Regions from separate parts of the Rattus norvegicus genome. Here region 1 is linked to region 2. The links are chromatin contacts, called in public Hi-C maps. All regions are on one chromosome and are shown on one strand. The core of a region is the stretch at or near the end of the contact, and the rest is flanking DNA. Distances in the headings are between cores, read along the strand shown. Region 1 has its middle 150 kb from the start of Lrp12. Region 2 holds the start of Lrp12 (LDL receptor related protein 12).

Evidence for each region. Hi-C and Micro-C count contacts between places; a contact is called where the count stands out from the background.
Region 1: a Hi-C map of frontal cortex shows a contact between it and region 2, with 2.5 times the contacts expected there. The contact joins the enhancer-like site here to the promoter of Lrp12 in region 2. A contact is called at or near these places in 3 of 12 Hi-C or Micro-C datasets (frontal cortex, hepatocytes and liver).

Annotation. Positions count from the first base shown.
Region 1 is chr7:73,041,400-73,047,473 of GRCr8, reverse strand. No RefSeq gene overlaps it. Among named protein-coding and RNA genes, the nearest start is that of Lrp12, 150 kb to the right of the region's middle. Within about 2 kb of position 2,698, at least 27 of the 93 cell types and tissues checked have an H3K27ac peak or open chromatin away from gene starts, as enhancers often do.
Region 2 is chr7:72,895,694-72,901,850 of GRCr8, reverse strand. Lrp12 (LDL receptor related protein 12) reads left to right here and starts at 4,795. Exons shown (of 7, transcript NM_001134883.1): 1 at 4,795-4,957. The coding sequence starts at 4,879.

The DNA.
Region 1 (6,074 bases), core at 1,449-3,948, 150 kb before region 2:
CGCTCCAGCTGTTCTTTTCATCTGTCTCTTGAGATCCTTCTCAGCAAATGAAAGGGGCGCTGGATTTCTGCCTTGGCTTCTCACAGCCCTCTCCTCCTTGAGTCTCACCCATCCACATCTCATCTTCAGGTCAGATAATGTTTCCAAAGAGCACAGGAGCCTTGTGAAAACTCCTCACAGACACTTCTGTTTTAAGAAAGATTTTATTTATTTTATATATATGAGTACACTGTAGCTGTCTTCAGACACACCGGAAGAGGGCATCAGATCTCATTACAGATGGTTGTGAACCACCATGGGAATTGAACTCAGGACCTCAGGGAGAAGAATTTGAGCCATCCCTCCAGCCTCTCATGGACTCTTCTTTTTGTGTATCTTCCTTGAATTTTCTTTTTCATGATAACAGAATCATTAACGGGGGGATGAATGGCAGGGAGAGCCTGTCACTCCAGATAGGTTCACAATGACTCCTGCTCGCCTACTAACTAAGCAGCTTACCTTTCCTTTTCACCATTCCTCTCAAAGGTGTGGACGGTCAGCATCAGCACTGTGTTGGGAAGTCCAGTGGCTCCCCTCGCTTGCACTTCTGTTTAGGAAATGCCCGTCTGTTCTCCAATCTTGCTGCTGCCCCACCTGGCCCATGCTCTCCCTGACTTTGTACCTTCTGTACAGGCTTCTCTCTGCAATGGCTATGACCTTTCCTTCTGTCTGAAATGACCCAGGTTTGACCATGTCAGGTGAACCTACACTCCACTTTCTTAACCGCACCCCATCTCCTGTCTGAGCCACATATGGCTTTGCCCTTTAATATGGTAATAAAAGTATATCCCATTTTAAATTGAAATTCTTCTTTCCCTATTCGATTATCCATCCTGTCACCTCCACCGCCACTGCCACCAGCACTGTCACCTCTCTATTGTCTCTGTTTCTTGGGGCAGAAGAGTAAGTCATGCTTCAACTCATTTCCACATTAACCAATTTGGAACCCTTTCTCATCTCTCTCAATAGTGTGTCTCTCCAATACAAAGACACCCTGACAGACTTAAACCCCATCCTCCTCTAAAAGGTATCCAGGAGCACCAGTGGGTGGGAAAGGCTGTCTGCTAAAGGCTCCCTTCTCCTTCACACCAAACAGCTATGTAGGTAAGCCTGAGAGGCTGGATCTGCCCTGATCTTGCTGAAGCAACAACATTTAGCAGCAACAGCAGAAGATCCTTGGAGTCAGAAGGGAGTAGAGTCTCCTGAACCTCTCCCCATATTTACCAGGACTCATTGCACCCAGAATTAGTTTGAGCTTCCACAGCCATACTCTCTAGTAAACCAAGAGATAGACAGGTTATTATCAACCGTGCTTCTGACTTCTAATAATGATGTCATCTCTGGTTGCCACACTAACCTCCTTAAAGTGATTGTCCTGTTGCAGACTCCATATATACACAGCTGTCTTCGCTCACAGACGTGTTAGCCTGCCCTGCATGCTGTAGAGATCAGACCCTCCATGCTCCCCATCCCTCCCATCCCTCCCTTCCCTCCGGACACTCTTCTAGTCACTATCAAAAATTTGCCATCACCAAAATGGGACCTAACCTTGTTTTTTCTTCCATTTTTCTTTACAAAATACAGTAACATGTATCATCCAAAATACATCAGAGGCCCTACCCTCGGGAACTAGATGCTATCAGTAACTGACTGAGGACAGACTTTCTCAGTTTAAAACGCCTGGAGTACCATTCACTATAGATACAGTCCTTTGGTGACTTCTCAGACAATTGATCCCAAGTGAATCGATGACTATAAATCAGTTTCCCGTTGATTCGAGTGTCATATCTGTATACACACTGGCCCTCTGAAATTTCTTTTGTATCTCAGTGCTGTCTATTATGGTATTTACGGATATAAAAGTATATTGTCACCTCACATTGAACTTGGAGGTATTGGCTGTACGTGATGTAAAAAGACTGTTTGAAAACCAGGTAACAGAATTTATGCTTACTTTTTTTTTTAAATGATAGGGAACCTGGGTACTTAAATTCAAGGTAATGAAACACCAATTCCAAGCTTTAGTTAGACTACAAATCCAGCATATTATAACCCAAGCTGCTTCAGAGTGAGGGACGGCTCTGCTGGTTTCCTTCTCCTTCACTTTGCTGCTGGTAACCTTTTATGGCTGCAAGGCAGGAGCCATGTCTCCGTACACTCTATATGAAATCAGTTCCAGGCTGGAGAATTTTTAAACACTCCTTGTTTTTCACAAGTCACATTTCAAAAGAGAGAACATTTGCATATTCAACGTGAAATCCCATGGAAAGACGCCTCCTTGCCCAGTTTTAGAGAGTAATTATTTCTACATTTCTGAACTGGCGACACCTTCAGAGTGTCAGCTCAGATGCATAATAGACATAGGTATTAATTAGCCACTCTAATTACGGGGCTTGTTTAGACTAATCGAGTGACGCAATAAACAGCTTCAATCTGTTGGTTGGATTTTTCACGAACAACTTAGAGTCAAACAGGAACTTGTTATGACTAGTGTATTGCACAAACACAACTTGCTATTGAGAAAGCCCTTCTGTGTTCCCCGAATACAGGCCCTCGCTCACAAAGCTGGCTCTACAGCCAAGTCTGCCTCCAAAGGTACTTAGAAGAAAGGCCTTTCTGTATCACGGTGGAAAATCAATACTGCATGCCGGAGGGGAAAGGTGGAGAGTTAAAGCGTCCTCTTCACACCACACAGGCGAGTAAACACCACCGTGGGCTTGGGTGCTTGAGACAGTGTGGCACAGACCTGTGGGCTGGTAGACAGACGGAATAGAAGCCTCCTCAGATCAGAACAGAGCCGATCTGAGCAGCCGGGCAAGCCGGTGCCCTCAGCCCTGAAGCTGGCACTGCTTAGCCTCGTGCCTCATCTAATTTGATTTCAGTGCAACTGCGAGTCTGTGTGTGCCTGCAAAATTGCATAATTTGCCATTTCCCCAGCTGTTATCCAGCAAAGCTATTCTTTGCACACCGATTTGCCTGGCTGCTAATAAGCCCACAGGCAGAGGAGGAGGGAAGTTTGCACATCACTTGGTGTCCTCAGCTTTTCCTATCCTCAAGATACCCATCCCGCCCACGTTTAGAGACAAGCAAAGGCCGGTGAGCCCTTCTTCGGTGACCATCTACACTTTCTGAGAAAGACATTTTTTATGGCCCTTTTGTCTAAAGTAGATATGCCTCTTGCTGCCCCCACCTACCCCACTCCCGAAACACAGGCTTTCCTCCTCCTTTCTGCCTCTCCCGCGCTGTTCTGTTACTTTTCCTGAGACACCCTGGTATTTCTGGCTTCTGCCCACATTGAGTCAGATCTCAGTAGGGCTGAGGAGAGGTTCTAGAGTCATTATCAAAGCCAAAGGTAGGCAGGCTCTGACAGCTCTTCACAACCCACTTCCTCGGGCTAGTATTTTTCTCTTACACTGAGGATAAAAGGAGCCTCTCAGATGTCCCTTTGCAGGGAACAGTCTGAAAATGGGACTTTGAGAATATAACGCACTGCTCATTCTCGGGGGAAGGAGACATTCGTAGCACATCCTTTGTTCTACCACAAAGCTCCCCAGTACCCTAGAGGTAGATGGAAGGCCACACTACTCAAGGCACACTCCAGATAACTGAAAAGCCCAGCAGGATGGGCTCACACAGAGGACTGACTGAGGACCCAGCTGAGGCCTGGGCTGAAGTCAGGACCAGCCCCTCTCCTGCAGTTTCAGTCAAACTCCCTGAGCTCAGCGGGAACCAAAGACTTTTCTACTGATCTTTTCAGCTATTAATCAGCCAGTGTAAAATAAGATGTAAGATGCCCTGATATTAAAATATGCATTAGTAATGTTGGGTTGTAGCATAGAAACAGCGGAAATGTGTATCTGTTCTCTGGTTTATGCCATGGATATACTTTTTTGTTTTTGATTTTTAATGCAAAATAATTGTATCCCCCACCACAGCCCCACCAGAGTACACACACACACACACACACACACACACACACATGCACACAGACACATACACACACATACACGCACATATACACACATGCACACACACATACACACATACACACATACACACACATACACACACATAAACGCACATACATGCACATACACACACACACACACACACACACACACACACACACACACACACACACCCTCTACTACCTAACCACATTCCCCAGCCTGAATTCCACTGTAAAAATCAAATCACCCTGATATTTTCATGAGTGCAAAATACTTAGAATGTTTATGCAACACAACATTTCTGGCTTCTACAGTTTACTTATGCATTTTTCAAGAATGTATTTTCTCACTTTAAAATGGGCATGCAATCACATATTTCTGCAGATAGAACATTCTGGAAATGATTCTCAACCAGTCTATTGCATTGCTCCTGAAGCCTAGATTTTGATTATTTGCAGCAAAATTCTGGGGTACCTCAGTATATAACTAGTGAGTTCCTTACAAGACCTTTTACCTCTCGATTATTGATGAAAACTATGTCTGCTTTAATTTACATTAGAGCAATGGCAAGGTCTTTGCCATCTGTCCTAGCAAGATCATTGTCACTTGCTTGAAGCTATACCATTTCTTAAGGCAAGAAGTTCTGTGGGGGAGGATAAGCATTTCATCTAGATTTCTGGGGAAGCCCTCCCTCTAGCCATGAGTGGACAGAGACATTTTAGTATATTTAATACACTCTAGTACTGAGTTTCCAATTGTTGCTGATTTTTATAAATGAAACCAGCTTATTTTTAATATGACATTTCCCCTTTGGAAAAATGTTTGCATATGGCCCAAATGATCCCTTGCGTTTGCTGAGCTGAAGAAGCTCCCTGGAGATTAAGTTTGTAGTCACCAACATATTCAATGACTATTTCGTGCTTTTGTTATTCTAGCAAAATGTCTCCCAGCATCCATTAAGAACGACCCTGCCTTCCTACTTCACCCTTATCTCCTGTTCTGTTTCCAGGGATAGTTCAGGGTTGTCTCTCCTGCATCTGATTTCTCTCATGTGACATCTGTAAACCTCTAGGCGGCAGCGTCTTTGTAAACTGCTTCAAGGACCAGCTTTGATTTCTCTCCTATGCCTTTCCCTGCCTGCCATGTGTTGCCTACATTGTATCCAGTGTGAAATCTCTGTACTAGGGCCATCTCCTCACTCACAGAGCTGCCACGGGCCTGGCTGACAGACAGTCGCAGTCACCAGGTTTCAAGCTCAGGGACAGAGCTGCAAAAGCACCCCCAAACGTTTCCAAGGTCCTCAGATACTAAAATAAAAAGTGAAGAACAAATTTAGGAGATAATTGGCAAGTGGCAGAAATGTCCCCTAAGGTGAGTCAGTGGGTTTATTTTATTGGGGTTATCTGTCAGGTTCATTCCAAGATGAATGTTTGCCTTGGACCAGAGGAGATGGCCATGCTCGGTCATTCAAGCATTCATACTTACATACTTCACCCACACTGCACTTCCCTCTTGTTAGCACACACTGTGGTGTGGTGCAGTACATGGGAAACAGCACTGCAAGCCAAATGGGGAAAGGCGGCTGCTGTTTATTTGCTAGTGAACATGACCATGGGCGAGGAATGTAACAATCTAAGCCTAAGATTCAAAAGACGGTTTGTTCGAAATGTCAGCTCCATTACCAAGTTGTTGCCAAGATTGAGGCCAAGGAGAAATTCAATAAAGAGGAAATTCAATATCTGAAGTTTTTTGCAAGCTAGACCATAGTCCCCAAATATTCACTAACATGTTAGCATCATGTTGTGGATCTGATTGTGTCTCCTCAAATTTGTGTGCTGAAGCCTGGATTTAGAGACAGGCATTTAGAGACAGGATCTACAGGATCTGTAAAGGTTAAGTTGAATGTCTAAGTGTGGGGGACCCTAATCCCATGGGCCTGGTATCCACATAAGAAGTGGAAAAGTACCAGGCACCATTCTATCTCTGCACATTGCTAAGCCAGGAAGATGCACAAACAAGAAATGGATTCTTCCAGAAACTTGAACGTGTATTTCTAATTCAGTGAAGAAATCAAATTCCACTGTG
Region 2 (6,157 bases), core at 3,546-6,045:
ATGGCCTCATAACCGAGCAGTTTCATATGAGTTGATGTATCCTTTTGAGATCAGAAATATCTGTCAATAGATCTTTTCTGAAGATTAGGGCAATAAGCAACCTAGGTTTCTCTGATCCTCAAAGACAACTATAAATAACGACTCCAAGGTCACCAGGAAGAAGTTAGCACAAGCAGAAAAAAAAAAAGCTCCTTCATCTTATTGATTCTCACCGCTTTCCGAAATTGAAGGGAAAACGAGTTGTAAAAAGTGACTTCTCTTTTTCAAAATAAATCTAAAAAGGCAGATGTCCATCTAACTTAAACACAAGGTAATGTTAATCATTTTGCTGAAACAAAAGGTAAAAAAAAATAATGGCATCGATTTTATTTTAAATTGCAAATAAGAGAATAAGGACCGCCTAGATTCTAGATTGCATCATTTACATTTAAAATAACAGCAGCTGCCGGACTGCTTTACATACAACATAGCGGACGGATGGCACACAGGCCCCAGTGACTGTGCTTAAATGCCCACCATCTACCATCTGCGTGATCTCAACAAACTACAGAACCTCTGCCCATGTTCATTTGAACACTGAGGATAATAACAGTATTGACATCAGAGGATTGTTTGAAGATTAAATGAAAACTGTGCCATGGGCTGGCGCTCTCTCTCTCTCTCTCTCTCTCTCTCTCTCTCTCTCTCACGCACGCATGCACGCACACACACCGTACAAATAGTATTATTTCACTGATTCACTGATGACATGTAATCAAAGAGGCCACATTTCACTCCCATTTTAGCAGAGAGAATGTAAGACACAAGAATTAAAGTTTTAATCAAGGCTAACCACCTAGATCAAAATCAACCTTGTGAAACTCTTCAGATCTCTGCTTTTATCTGCTACAGGATGCTGTATGGGTACACTGGTAACCTCAAGTTCTATTTGACTTGGGCAGAATTAAAATAAATATGTCGTATGTGCCTGAAATTAGCAATAGGTCCCTATAAAGAATCATTCATTTGGCATCATGGTTTCCTGATGAGCTAATGGGCTCATGGGAACGTGGAATGAGCTCCCATCTAACAAGACTTTCAATTTATATCTTCAATTAGTCATGAGAAAAATTTAAATGTGAAGACGAAGATAGGCATTTAGAAACTTGCAGTTCAACAACAAACACCTAAGAGTAGCAATGTGTGTAGCTGGTTATTTTCCTTTATTTTTCTTGACGGAGGCAATGGTTTAAAATGTCTACAAAAAGTGTTATTGCTAGTTACAAGTTCATGCAGCAGATACAAGGGTCTGGCTTGACAATCAAGAAGCTCAAGATATGAGGACAAAGCTAAATAGGCCAGGATTTGCTATGTGATGCGGAACCAGCATTATGCTTTGACTGTAGTTCCAGTGGTGGATGCCAGAGCACAGAACAGAATACGTAACCACAGTAAACGTGCTGAGGAGCTGGTGTTCAAATCTCCAGGATCGCTAGCTTGTATTATTCCACTCCAATAAAGCATTTTCATAGGAAGAGTTCCCACTTGTTTAATTACCGTCTTTAATATTTTCCTGGTAGTTATATGTATTATTCACTTACTTTTCTTTTGAAAAATAATACTTCAGTGCTGGGGAGATGGTTTGTCTTTTGTTTGGAAGTGTGCGAAGAAGAAAACCCACACATCGAATTTCTAATAGAAGACGATGCTCAGAGTGCTACATTTAAATCCTCAGTGTTGGGAGACCCTCAAGTGCTACCAATAGAGCACGGTTTACAATCCTCGAGATGAATTTTTATCCATGACATGAGTAGAAATTAAACCGTAGGTGGTAGTAAACAAAGGAGAAAGAGATCTTTAGAATTTAAAAGGAATTTGATTATTTTAGGGCATATTGCATAACGTGGAAGAGTGTAGCCCTTTCCAAAATACGCCAACGGAAAAGAAGTCCACAGACCTCTGCACTCCTCATTGTCTGTTCTTGAGGAGTATGAGACTCACTTGGAAAAGCATTAAGAAGCAACTCGGAGTGCCTTTAGTGAAATTTTCTTAAACTTTAATGGTTGACAGAGTTCTTTCAGAGTCTGTGGAAATAATCTCCCTATGAAAAGTACATGAACACAGAAACTTCAAACCATCTCAGAAGGCATAAAAGATCTCTTAAAGCTCTTTTATGGATATAAGGAGCCAGAAGAAATTTGTTTCTTAAAAGCATGGTTTGTGCTTTATAGGCTACAAATCCAAACTGTCCATGCATAATAAGTGCTCCACTCAATGAAATGGTTACCAACACACACTTCTTTACAGCCAGAGTTTTCACAGATTTCAAAATGCTTCTTCATACGACCCAGTTGATGTATAGCCAAGAGAGCCAGGAAGGTAGGCTGGGCAACATAAGAGTGGTTTTCCTGTCCAGTGCCTGAGAACATGTTACTCTATTACACGTTGCTTAACAACACCTGAGGGTCTACTAGAATTATTTTAAGGAAAAATATTCTCTTGTAAGTTGTATCCTTAGAACTACTTACGGGGCCCCTCTCTGAATCATCTAAGATAGCGAAGAGTGACAGTTTTTAAAGTTTCAGAAGTTGTGCACGGTTTCATCTGAAATGCTTGGAACTTCAAAATCCTGTGTGTGGGGGACAGTTGCAGTTATAGGCTTGCTTTTTAGCATGTGAGTTCCAGTGCTCACTGCTTTGGAGCACTTCAGAGTTTACGGATTGGAGATGCATAGCCTGTATTTGGTGGGGGTGTCCTTGAGACTATTTCAAGGGAATATCTTTTTTGGTAATTTGCAGATCTTTGTGAGTTTGAATTTCTTAATATACTTCAACCAAAACAACATATTGTAACAGATTGGCTTCAGAAACAGATATGGGAATCCAGATGTTTTCAGCCAGATGCAAAGGCGATCTGTAAAAATAGAAACTACACCACTTTTCTATTTGTTTTCAAGATAGTAACATGGGCTCTTGTGTCTTATTTGAAAAGAATTAAAAATAGTTAAAACTTCGATTTTAATTTCTTAAGTAGTTCTCCAGAGTCCTCATTAAAATTTAAGAACACTAAAGGGGCTTAGATAACGAGAGCTTGATTATTTGACAAGTCGAAGAGGCAGCTCAGTAGATGGGCAAGTGTTTGTGGAGGAGTGAAGGCGAAAGAGTAGTCGGGGTCCTGTGTGTCAGGCGCCATGTGTCTCCCCTTGAGACAGAGTTCCTTGAATGGCACTAAAAGACATGGGGTAGGAGATGCATGCAGTCCATGGAGTCTACCTTTTCATTGTGTTTGTAGCCTGGCCCAAATACAATTAACAGAGCTCGGAAAGCAAAAACAAAAACAAGTGATCAGTGTGTAGTATCGTAAAACAAGGACTGTTATCTGCTGATTGTAGAATCAGGAACAACAAAACTGCTGTGTTCTCAACAAAGAGAATGGGACAAAATTTCCGGAGTCCAGGATTTTTGTTTACTGCCCTTTTGTAAAAGATTTCTTAATTATTAACTTTCCTCGTCTGTAGTACAATTTCAGGGGGTCGTTAAAGGGTCAAATAAGCAAGAGATACAAGAAAAATCTAATGCCCCACCCCCACCCCCAGGCATATATTAAAATTCAACATAACTGGTACTAAGCATTTTTGCTTGAGTTTCCGGTTACTGTGAAAGTGCTTGACTTTGGGATGGGGGAAACAAAGTCTGTAGAACACGTTTGGGATAATTTAACTTCTTCAAGTCTCATTAACTTATCTAGAACGTGGATAATATTCATTTCACAAGGTTGTCGGGGACCAAAGATAGCCTGTGTCACAGGGTATGGGCACAAGGTATTACTGATCTTCAACGAGTCATGGACAGTGTCGGTAACCGGCAAGGACAGCAGGCAAAACGGTGCAGACAACACTTTAAACAACGTGAAGGTCTGGTGCGCCAGTGTGTCCCCACAGATAGAAGCGCTATGGGTACTTAGGGGAAAGAAGTGTCATACTTGTAAGGAGCTTGAAGGAGGCTTGGGGGTATCGGGGATATCCCTCTTTCCACGTCCAGACCGTAGGTCCACTCCACCCCATCCCACGAGTGTCAAAAGGGCCCTCTCGGCTTCCCTGCCAGGTTAGAAGCGCAGGACCCTGTAGCCCGGCGGGATGTGTCCGCCAGAGCCTTTGGCTAAGGTTTCTACACTCGGTTATCCACGTGGACCTACGACCCTGCAGAGCCAATTTCAAGTGGAGCCAGCAGGGTTGGGGGTCACAGCTCGGAACTTCCAAGTTCACAGCCTCCCTCCCACCCCTCCTTCCTCCACTCATAGCCCATCAGCTCGAGGATCTTCGGGGTGGGCCCCAACACCAAGGCCGGGAACTATGGCGGAGCTCGGTCAGAGAACACCCTCTTCATCCCCCAGCCCCGGTGCCCCGGGAACCCAGCGGCCGGCTGGGTTCGTGTGCTCGCACATCGATTGGCACTGCCTCGCTACTCGGGCACCAGGAGCGGCGAAATCGGCGCGAGCTCCGCCGAGTCCAGGGGAGCACGGGGCGGGAACCAAAGCAGGCGGGCCAGGGGATTGCCGAGTGCACGGATGAGCGCCGGTGCCGGCTCGCGCTCAGTCTGGCGGGTGGCGGCGCCGGCTGGTTGTGCGGCGCGAGGCCCGAGCCCCGCAGTCGCCGGCCCTGTCGCTTCCCGCAGGAGCGCGCGTTGCGCGTCCCTGCCCCCGGGAAGGCCGGCCCGCTAGGGGCTCGCGCGGCCGACGCAGGACCGGCGGGAGGGAGCGCGCGCGGGCGGCCCCGCCCCTCCCCCTCCGCCGCCGCGGAGCGCGCAGGGAGCAGCCAGGGGCTCGGCGGCGGCGGCGTCTGGCCCCAGCTCCTCCTCCTCCTCCTCCTCCATCTCCTCGCTCCCTCCATCTGCCGTGGGTATGGCCCGTCGCTGGAGCACAAAGGAGTCTCCGCGGCGGGGGTCGGCGTGGCTCTTGCTTTTCCTCGCTGGGGTGTACGGTAAGTGTCCGCCTCCCCGCGCCCCGCTGACCGAACAAAGCTGGGGCGACCCCGGGGCCCCCAGGCCTCCAGGACGGGCTGTGCTTGGGCGACCCGGGGAGACCCTGGTTGCCGGCGGGACAAAGACCCACGCGGGGTGTTCGGGGAGGGTTGTCTGCCCGCGGGGATGCGGAGGACCGCTGGCCGTCGCCGACCCTTCGGGGCGATGGAGGCGGGCCGGTCCGAGCTAGGGATCCTTGCGGAGCGGCGGCATGCGGGTGGACTCCCTAGCCCGGCGCAAGGGCCCGGGCGGCTCGCTCCTCTAGCGCTCGCTGCCGGGTGTACAGCTCTCGCGCACAAAGATGTGACCGTGAGACTGCGAAGGGGAGGTCGCCTCCGGGACGGTCCTGCCCCAGAACCTTTCTGAGGCACGAAGTTCTCTTCTCTGTGTAATTGCTGTTGCACCCATCTCTCTTGGTCCCCACTCCCTCCAAAAGCACCCCAATTGTTTCCTTCCCACCCCTCCACCTCTGCGCCTGGGGCTCTGTGGGTCTGGGGCGTGTAGGATCTTGTTCCCCAGTAACTGCACTCAAGAGAAGGCCAGAAAATAGTTTCCAGCCCCACCTCCGTCTTTCTCTATTGGGGCATACAAGTCTGCCCTGACTTCCAGTTCACTTGTCATTTTATCTCTGCCCTCTGATACTGTTGTGACTGTTACCTCATTCCGGTCTGTGATCTGGTTAAGGATACTTCTTTAAGGATTGCAGGCTGATTGTGTGTCACGACCGTGCTTTGTATGAAGTAGAGCTAAGGGGAATTAAAAGGACAGCTCACCACTTGAGACCTGAGCTTGAGCGTTGACTTCACCATCCTTAGTTCTCATGAGTTGACTCTTTGAATGGGTATTGCAGAGAACACAATTAATATATCCATTTTGGAGTACTGGTTTGAGTTCTCCAGAAAAACAAACAGAAGCTATTTGGTCTTTTTGTTTGTTTTTTTGTTGTTGTTTTTGTTTTTGTTTTTTTGGGGGGCGGTAATTTTTTTCTTATACAAAGTCCACGTCATTTGCCACAAATAGTGATTCAGTAGTACAATGGCAGTGGTTTCTGTCAACATATAAATAACATATATTCCCCAGTATATGGTAGCATCTTTTTTGAAAGCAGTTATCTGTGGAATTGACTATGATGGTAACTTTCAAAGCTTGAGACTTCACAT